Linked DNA regions of Columba livia: region 1 is linked to region 2. A link is a contact called in public Hi-C data. All regions are on one chromosome and are shown on one strand. The core of a region is the stretch at or near the end of the contact, and the rest is flanking DNA. Distances in the headings are between cores, read along the strand shown. Region 1 holds the start of MEGF11 (multiple EGF like domains 11). Region 2 overlaps MEGF11 (multiple EGF like domains 11).

Region 1 (5,257 bases), core at 1,185-3,684, 240 kb before region 2:
GAATAGAGGTAAGGGTACACGTGGAGAACAGCTACTGCAGAGAGAAGATGTTCTTGAATCTAAACTATTAACCATAATTGCTCATTCTCTCTAAAGAGATTCCATCTCTCAGGAATACGCTGTCAAAATACCAGAACCAACCCATCACAGATAGCATTTTAAAATGCAGCTCAAAATTAATGAGTTTGATTGCTTTCGATCTTTCAAAGATTACCCAATAAAATTTCAGGTGGGGGTGATCACTGTATTTTCTCTCAATGCCTATGTATCCCTTATGATATTATAAACACTGAGCTGCTGAACCTATCGTAGTGCATGTAAATTATATATAATAAAAGCATATAGATCTTGACAAGTCAGGTTATTTTCATGTATTTCTTAGAAGATGACACAGGACAATCTGTCTATTAACTGTAATCGCTAGAAGTGTGAATCCAATAGGCACAATTCTGTGTACAGTTCCATGGATGCATGTCGCACTGAGGCACATAATGGATGATGGCAGAATGCATCCAAGAAAGCTAATATTTATTAATAATTCAGAAGTGCATTAGAAGTGAAATGTCACTTGAAGATTTATGTAGTCTGCCCATTTTAAGCTATCCTTGCCTAACCTACACATCCAGATCAGAACAGCTTCTAAGCAGGCACAGCACACTATCACGAGGATCTGCGATGTGATTTATGCACACAGTCGCTCACAGGGCATGAAATAAGTTTGCCCAGCACACTGTGCAGAAAACAAATGTCCAGCTCACCTCTCAGTCACCTGGAATTATTAAAATGGGCATATTCTGCCACTTCTCTACAGCACAACTTAAAGGTAAGTCCAGAAGAGGGGAAGTTAGGCACAGCAGGAGAGGTAAGACCTTTTTATGGCACAAGTCTGTAATTTATCCTTAAAGAATTCATAACCAGATGCAATACATTAGGGACCAGCAACTATCACTAGTCCTGACTTCCCAGAGAGCAGTAATAGACTATTCTACTTCTGCCCTCAACTGCAACAAGGCACTAAAAGCAACCATGACATTTGTACCAAGTACCATTCAGAAGAAAAAGAAAAAAAAGTTTTAAAATGCTCAACCTTTTCTTTTAGGCAAGCAAATGATTTTGTCAGTTTAAATAGGTTGGATATTATGTTAGTTGTCTGTCGGTTTCTTGCACCAAATAAATAGCGCTATTTAACCACAAAAAGAAACCCCACCTGAAATATCAACAACAGGTCACATGATGGTCTCTGATGCCCATAATAGCACCACAGGATGTATAAACAACAACAAATCTAGATATCATAGAGTCTTGCATGCCCGAAACGGCCAGATATAACACAGGCAAATACATTTAATTACTGAACAGAAATGACTGCTGATGCAGAACTACAAGATAATAGCTTGGCCCCATCGTAAGAACACTTCACAGGTTCGTATAGAACTTAATCCATGCTATAAACCACCACCCTCCAGAAATTAACGCATTTTAAAAGATCTTTTAATAAAGGGAAGTATGAAACTTGTGTAATCCTTTTATCAGGCTGTAAACGCTCCACAGTTAACTCCTGTGACAATCAATTTCTCCATTCCTTTTTCTCTCAACACCTCGTTTATTTCTGAACGATTTTGCTTTGAAGATCTTTGGCTGTACCCTTGATTTGGAACCGTTTGGCTTTTTCACGACTTTATTATAAGCTGTTGTTCGGCACCGCCCGCCCCCGGCTCGGGCCGGCTGAGGAGCGCTCCGGGACGAGCCTCCGGTGCCCGCACCCCAACTAGCTCCCAGCTCCCTCCCGCTGTTTGTCCTCTTTTATTCACCGCTTTATTCCCGCTCGCTGCCCTCACACCCGGTTCCTGTCAGGCCTCCCGGCACCCCAGCCGCCAAGGCCGTGTGGATCGCTCTGCCCGGGGATCCCTCTGCCCAGGGATCACCCCCTGGACGCAGCTCTGCCCCACGCGAGCTGCGGCACAACGGCTCCCAAGACAAGCCGCCCACCGCTCCAGCTCGGCCCCGGGCGCTGCCGGCTCTGGCAGCGCGGATCCCCCCGCCTCTTCCCGCCTCCCGCCGTCACCCCCCTCACCGCGCGGGCAGGCGGCCGGGCACAGGGCGCTCCGGCACGGCACGTCGGGCCGCAGGTAATGCTCCCGCACCACGCGCACCGAGCGGCCGTGCTGGCCCCGCAGCTGCAGCACCTTCTCCGTGCGGAGCATCGGGGCGGCGGGAACCGGCGGCCCTACGGCCAGGCCCGCGGCTCCCGGGGCGCTTGCGCGTGGTGCGCGGGGCGGTGCGAACGTATGGGGCAGGGCCTCGGTGGAGGGGCGGGAAAAGAACGGGCTGGTGCTGGTGGCGGCGGCGCCGCTGGGGCGAGGCGGGGGAGTCGGGGCGGCAGCTGAGGGATGGGCGGGCTCGAGCTGAGGGAACCGGGGCGGCAGCTGAGGGGAGGAGCTGCGGGATCCGGGGCGGCAGCTGAAGGGTGGCTGCGAGGCACAGCCAGGCTAGCTGAGGGGCGGGCGGGAGTGAGCTGAGGGAACCGGGGCAGCTGCTGAGGGGAAACGCTGAGGGACAAGCAGGAACGAGCAGGAGCTGCGGGAACAGGGGCAGCGGCTAAGAGGACACAGAGAGGCCTCGTGGGGGCTGAGGAGGACATGGTTTAGTGCTAGAGTTAGGTTACGGTTGGACTCGATGATCTTAAGGGTCTCTTCTAAGCGGGATGATGATTCTACGAGAAGACCAGCCACGGGCAGGTGCTGAGCCCTGGGAGAGCCTGAGCTTGTGCGGCTGGGGGAGCAGAGAGGACAGGTTCCCTGAAAGTGAGGGAAAACTGAGAGGTTTGGGACGCTGGAGAAGTGCTGAAAAAGTAGCTGTGGTCCCACATAAATGCATACGTCTCCATGGCCTTTCACGGCATCTTCCAGGAGAAATCCTGGTCCTGTTTCTCGTACCATCTGGTTTTGCATAATCACCTGCCAGCACCTGGGGAGCTGAGGTGGGAAAGGGGTCGAGGGGTTGGTTGAGTGCATGAAAGCTCTAATGTCAGCTAATTTATGCACCGATATTGCTCTTCACATTTACAGAGGGGAAGATAAAGGCACTGAAAGATTAAGGCTTGCTCGAGATCAAACAGAAAAGCAGCAGAAGGTCCTGAGTCCCAAACATTGTTTCTGGGTCTGAGTCAGTGCCCTGTAAATAAGGCTGTAATGCTGTAAGTATGGCATTTGGGGGATGATTATTTTGACTATTAGAAAAGCATTTGTACTTTTTCAACATTAATCGCCTACACCATAATTTAACTTGAACATAAATGCATGGTGCAAACTATCTAGTGTTTGTCCTTAGGAGGAAAAGAGACTGGGAAAGAGCCAAGGCAGTATGTCACTGTATGTTCCTGTTTATTCTACTTTCTTATTTTCACATGTGTTATAAAATGTGTATCTCCAATGACTAATACTTCTTAGTAACCCATTGGTGCCAGTAAATGGAAGTACCATCTGTAAGGAACTGATTTGCAGAAGCCAAGTTCTCAAACAGATGAGGAGGAGGAGGTGTTATAACTTGGTGAGAGACGATTGAAGTGTAGACTTGGTTTTGGAAGTCAGGATGATTTGAGACATGTTATGTAAGGAGGATGTGAGAGGAAAGGGGAAATGGAGATCAAAATGGTGGAGTTCTTGTGCTGTAGGAGCAAAGATTAAATAACCAGCGGTGATGGAAAAGGGAAGAAAACCACAATATTTGGGGAAAAAATACAACATGTAATTCAGTTTGAAATGTAGTGGATAACATAGTGAAGAACACATACCAATGTGCCTAGTTGGTGTCATCCAATGACTGCAGGAAAATGAAGGTTAATTAAATGAAAGTGATTGACATAGCTACTCTTATTTATTCACTTTCACAGAGAAATATCCAAGACCTTTGGGATAAGTTCGTGCATTGCTGGTACCATTGGGTAGCTGAATGCTTATTTCTAATATTCTAGTGAGAAAATGTTTTGAATTCTGAAAATTTACCCCCTCCCTTCCTTCTGCTCTTGGAGAGGAACCTCATATAAGTAAAAGTCTAAGGTTGATTCACTAAAACCAAATAGAACTGTTTACACTTTAACAACTGAGTTTCCCTCAGTGAAATCAGAGACAAACTTTCATGTGCATCTGGTAATTGGTTTTATGAATGGCAAGGAGTGTGTACAGGGAGAGCCAAAACTAACGGGATAACAAGAGCATCTTTAATTGTTTTAAAATAAAAGCTGCACAGTTCTAAGTATCAGTACCAGAAGATCTCATTAAATGCTAAAGAATGAGGTGGAGTGCAGCACAGCTGCAGAATTGTGAGACATACATTTCTTCATGCAGTTTTCCTTCATTAAGTGGTTGAGAAAAAACATGGTAGAACAGAAAGAAAGCAGCACAAATATTCTTTTCATAGATTATTCCTCACTTCATACGGTTAATGCTTGTGAGCGCTAGGGAAGCTTTTATTTTAAAGGAGTGAGAGAAGTTTCTTTGAAGTTCTATTACATGTTTGTTCTTGCCTATATTGAGAAGAGCAAGCCTCTGAGGAGGTCTCCCTGCTTGGAAAAACATGTCAGGAGATGCAGGGCGGAATTTCAATGTATTACCTTTTGACAGAAATTGCTCAATATTTTGGCAAAGAAATGTCTCGGGTCATTGGACAATACCAGCTTTTGGCTCGAGTTTCCCAAGCTTGGAGCCTGACTCAGCTGACAAACGCCTGGAAACAACATGACCCAAGAGACTCGTTTTGAATGCAGAAGTTTATTGTGTAGGTTATTAGGCATCTATATGTGGAAATGGAGTGTACGCGAGGTAAGACCAGGTGTTCAAATAAAGGCACAGTGTTGCTGACAATTTAATGTTGACCTGCTTAGCAATCAGTTGGCACTGCACAGATACATCTTTTGAAACACCTCAATTCTGCCCTGGCAAAACAGCTACTGGGTTTTCTTCTTGCAAAGGGACTTTTTGGGTTTGTAAAGACTGTTATTATACCCTCCGCCCTCCCTCCTGTTGTGAGGTGGGCTGCATGGATAAATTAGGCTTCGTTAGACAAGTTGAAGATGGTGACAGAAAAATAAATAGAAAAGTATATATAGCAAATTATATTCTGGTCTGCTGCTGTGCTTATGAACAGCTCTGCAGTAGACAGCCTGAAGATGGGGTTATGTAACGGTCTAATAAAGGCTGTTTGAGGAAAAAAAGATGGAGTAACACAAAAAAAGAGAGAGAATATTAAAATCTGGGAT
Region 2 (4,857 bases), core at 162-2,661:
TGTGTTTAGTTTTATCTCGTTTCAGTTAGAGAACTATTTTGTTTAGTACGTAATTTTTAGAGCCAAACCCAGCTTTACTTACTTCTGCAGATAAGTCTGTAGTATCTAGAAATGCATGCAGAAAACCATACTATGCACGTTCTTAGGTTTCTGCCATCGTTAGAGGATGGCATATTGTACAAAAGCAAATGAATCACAGCTCAGGATTTCAGTCTGAGACTGATTCACAGTCAGGATAGATTGAGGTCACCTGTAGAGACTACAGATGAGAAAGTGAGAGTGGCTGAAGTGGTAAAATAGTTGCATAATTCAGGGAGGTGCCTTAATCACTTTTTTGACATCACCATTATTTAGCAGCATACAAGTCCAGTTCCATCTGTTACATTCTTTGCAAAGATGGACCGTATGTTTTATCTTGTTTTGAAAATACATCTGTTTTTGTCAGGGAACACAGCCAATAAGAGCACAGAAATTAAACATTTCATTCATTACTGAGCAGAGCTTTCCATCAACTTTAACGTTAAAGATTTCCAATAATTTGGTGGGTGGCTGAAGATCTGCGTGCCTATTAGTTTTATGTCACTGTGCTTAGGCTGTTAGAAGATGACTCTGAAAAAAGTTTAGAGTTTCTTTTCTTCCAGCTTCAGGAGTGAGTGGACAAAAGTGAGGCGGACAAACAGGAATAGACACTGATATTGTTAGGATGCAGCACATCTGTTTAACAGCTCTCTATCAAACATATATATAATCCTTGGAAACGACATTTGCAACCTAATTGAACACTTACTACAACAAGGGGTATTGGAGAGGAGTGGGTGGATGGGTGCCAAAAGACAAGCGTGACATTTCAGCAATTGGAGATGCGCTTTATTTGTGGGAGCACTCTTCTGCCAGGTTTATATGGTAAAAATACTTATGGAAGTGGCAGTCTTGCTCCTGCTTTACTCTCTGCTTGCATGATTTGAATCTGGGAGACTGCTGAAAGCTGATCTCCAGCAAAGCCAAGTGTATTTAGTAGCAAAGGCCCCTGCCTCTCTCACCACCCTTTGATGCAGAAGGAATCAGGACAGGGATGCAGTAGGAGCTCTGGCATAGCCAGTTCTGCAGTGTCACATGGTGCATGTTGTGGTGCTCGTGGGACAGCAGGGGAAAGGACTACGGCTCCTTCAGCCTCTTCTTGCAAGCTTATCTGCCACCAGCCCTTCCATGGGCACTGGCCTCCTTATACAAAACCCGTGGCCAGTACGTCTGGCCAGCACGTGGGGCACTAAGGTTTGCAGCTTTTGGTCCGTTATTACTGTCATTATCAGTTGTACAATGCAAAGGAGTCAGGTTCTAGGGATCAGACCTGAAAGTAAGAGTCCCCGTTGTTCTTCATCTGCTGGAGACTTCTTCACTAGGCTGATATTTGGCTTAAAATGTTGTTTCCTACTTTTGTTCTTGTTGTTGAGGCTGAAATCCTCTGAGCGGGCGCAGGCCCCTATGTCAGGGTTAGCTCCAAGGGATCCCCTTGGCCAAGTCCCCAGATCTATCCCCTCCCACCACTTACTTGTGTTTCCTTCTACTCTTTGGATTCTCCTCAGCTTTACTGTTCTCTTCCTCTCCCAATAACCCCTTTTCTCTGTGTTTTCTGTCTTCCTTTCATCCTTCCATAATGCCCTTTAATAATTGTAATGTCCTAACCATATTACATTCATTTCCCAGCAGAAAAACAGATTTTGAGGTGACATTTTCCTTTTACTTTTATACCTGGGATGTAAGCAAACAAAATGAACTTGAATTAGTTTCTGCCTTTTCCTTCTTTCTGGAAGGATTTTGCCCATTTGGCTTCAGCAAAGAAAAATGTTGTAATTATTTTTATCTCTAATTGCTAAATGTTAAGTCTGACAGCTTCCTCAGATTCATTATGAAGAGCCTTCAGTAAACAGCCTTATATTTTCCCAGTCTGCCCCAGTGGAAAATACGGGAAGGACTGTGCTGAGGTGTGCCAGTGCACCGAGAACGGGACGTGCAATCCGATGGATGGATCGTGTCAGTGCTTCCCAGGCTGGATAGGGACCGACTGCTCTCAGAGTAAGCAAAGTGCTATTTTTTTTTTCACCCTGTGCTTTAAAATAACATGTTTTCCTGTTCAGAGTTTTCTGAGAGTTAAAGACATTCTGGGGAAATCCCTGAAGTATTACAGCAGCCAGTGCCTTACTCACTTTATAGCTTGTTTCTTTTAATTACTCTAAGTTAGCTCTGGCTTGAATTAGTTTCTGCATTTGGAATGTGCAGAAGCTGTTACTAGCTTCTATTACAGGAAAGGGAGGTCACAAGCTCTTATGAGAAAAGAAAACTCCATGCTCTCTTTTAATTTCTAGCTGCATTCTATTTTATTTATTTTTTGAAATAATTTTCTTTCGGCTATTACACTAGAAATTATTAACCAGTAAATGTTTCCATGTACCGAGCCCCTAGAATTGAGAAATTAGGCAGCTGAAATATTTCTATTAAATGTAATTTAATTGTAAAAGTCAATGTGGGCTTGAAGGGATGGAGATTTCTTCTTGAAAATTGCCCAGGTAGAAGATTGGCATTTGCTGATCCCAAAGTGTCATTTCCTGAGAGCATCCCTTAATTGAAGATAGATCACAGAGGGAAGCAATATCCTATCATTCAGAAATGTTACTTCATATTCAGGATACAACTAGCATATTAGACAGCATTCCAGAGTAAAATATATTAAACTTCAAGTGATAAAGTAGGAATCGGATAAAAACAGATGGCTGTAATTTTGCTCTTATTGTGTGTCTTCCACAGGCAGAATATTGCTGTCTCTCAAAAATGGGAAAAAAATAAAAAATAAATAATAAATTTTTAAAATAACACAGAAAGCTCCACAGATTCCTCATTATATTTAGCCGTGTAATTGGGAAACGACTGTTGGTTTCTGTTAACCTTGAAAAAAGATGTTTTTTTCTTACAGAGTGAGGCAGGCCAGTTCAGCAGCAGCAGTTTCCAGGTTAGCAGGCAGAAAGACCTGGCGATAGCTATTTTGTGTTTTGGATGAATAAAGTGGGAACCTGACTGTTTCCTTCTTGTAAAGCGAGTGTAAATCTCCCAGCGCAAGCCTGGCCTTGCACCAGGCTCCTGTGGAACCGGCCTCCCTGTCCCAGTCCCATACTGGGCTATTTCGGTCAGACCTCCCTCCGCACCAGTTAACCTGGAATGACCCAGAGACGGAGCTGCAAAGGAGATATTAATAATTCTAGCTCCAGAGCCAGTCCTGGAGATGCTAACAGACCCTGCAGCTCTGGCTTACAAAGGGATTGTTAAAGTATTTCTGGTTGCTGATAGTGCGTATACTTTAGGTCAAATCCTGCCTGGCTTTACATTGTGTGAGTTCAGTGAGTTTTTGTTTGATTTACGTCATGGCGGGGGGGAAGGTTTCTTGCTTTTCATTCTGGCTTTAGAGATGTCTGTCACATGCCAGAAACTTGCATTTATCGTCAGAATTGGAGCCAATGGCATACGTGGAAATAGGCACGGTTTCTGTACTTTCAGGTTTCCTGGGAACCATGCCTTATTAATTCATGTCTTTAATAGGAAGCAATGGAAAGTGCTTTTTAAAGCAAAAATATAGTTGTTATATTGAAGGGTTATCATCATTTTGGGTCTTTTAGTCTGGCACTAATGACTGTAACTTACTGCATTCATTTTTGGAGGGAGGCTTAAAATAACTTTTGAAAATGTATTAATAGTGTACTTTTTGAAATATATAATAGACCTGGAGATTTTAATTTAATATTAGCCCCATCAACAAAAGCAATCTGATTTTGTGGATGGGAATTCACACTGTAAGAAGTTTTCTTTACATTTTTATGTAATTTGAGTAGCACTCTATGCTTCAAATGGATGTGATAATTTTAGTAGTTGATTGCATAGCAAAGGTAAGCCATGAATAGCTGTGCTTTATTATGCAAGAATTCCAGAATATCAAAAGGAAAATTAAATTACCTCCATATCTTAAGGCCCTGAGAAAAATATCTTCACAGGTGATGCCAGTGAGGCAGAGAGAGTGGTGTTTAGAGTAGCGTGGTGTCAAGTTGCTGTTGCAGAGGTTCTCAGTGCCCATATGCAGCAAAAACCTGATCCCGACACCCGATTTACATGGGACGGAGCTCCCTTGTGCCAGGACTTGATGGCGGGGGTGAGGCTGCAGGTTGGCACTTGGGTTTGCAAAGCGATCGCCGCCTTGGCAGAACCTGCCATTGCTTGGGAGTTGCTCTGCAATGCAAAGTTCTGCCTTTGCTGGTGTCTCCCAGGTTCTCCCTTTGTTGTTGTTCCTCCACAGCACTAACACAGTAACATTGCTTTTATTTTTTTCCGGTCAGCTAATGAATCTTTTTTTATTTCCATAGCTTGTCCCACTGGGTTTTGGGGCCCTGATTGCTTTCATTCTTGCAACTGCCACAATGGAGCCATGTGCAGCCCTTACGATGGAGAGTGTAGATGTACCCATGGTTGGACCGGGCTCTACTGTACTCAGCGTAAGCTTTTGAGACACTGCTGTGCCAGGGCATCTGTCCAAGGATGTGCTGCTACCTCGTGTCGATTCCCAGTATTGCAATCTTCTCTCTTAAACCACCCGCTTCTTGTGATAACTTCACATCACCCCAAAGAAAATAGTCCTGAAGCTTTCCAAGGGTTTTTTTTTAGTGCCTTTGGCACTCAATAAAGGAGGGACTGATTGTTTAGATTATTGATTCATTGTCAGAATTTACACAGTCTATGTCCCTGCTTGCTAAAGCCCCAGTATATGTGGTCTGATTTAGGAAAATGTTGGAGATTTCTCAACCTACCAGTGCCAAATTA

The links. A called contact is a pair of places that touch in the nucleus more often than the background predicts.
Region 1: a Hi-C map of crop shows a contact between it and region 2, with 4 times the contacts expected there. The contact joins the promoter of MEGF11 here to the enhancer-like site in region 2. A contact is called at or near these places in 2 of 2 Hi-C or Micro-C datasets (crop and liver).

The regions. Positions count from the first base shown.
Region 1 is chr11:11,249,091-11,254,347 of bColLiv1.pat.W.v2, reverse strand. It overlaps MEGF11 (multiple EGF like domains 11), which reads left to right and starts at 2,434. Exons shown (of 27, transcript XM_065075966.1): 1 at 2,434-2,738; 2 at 3,069-3,196. It overlaps DIS3L (DIS3 like exosome 3'-5' exoribonuclease), which reads right to left and starts at 2,304. Exons shown (of 17, transcript XM_065075970.1): 1 at 2,075-2,304. The coding sequence starts at 2,204.
Region 2 is chr11:11,005,250-11,010,106 of bColLiv1.pat.W.v2, reverse strand. It overlaps MEGF11 (multiple EGF like domains 11), which reads left to right. Exons shown (of 27, transcript XM_065075966.1): 20 at 1,945-2,073; 21 at 4,404-4,532. Among named protein-coding and RNA genes, the nearest start is that of RAB11A, 53 kb to the right of the region's middle. Within about 2 kb of position 1,411, at least 1 of the 3 cell types and tissues checked has an H3K27ac peak away from gene starts, as active enhancers do.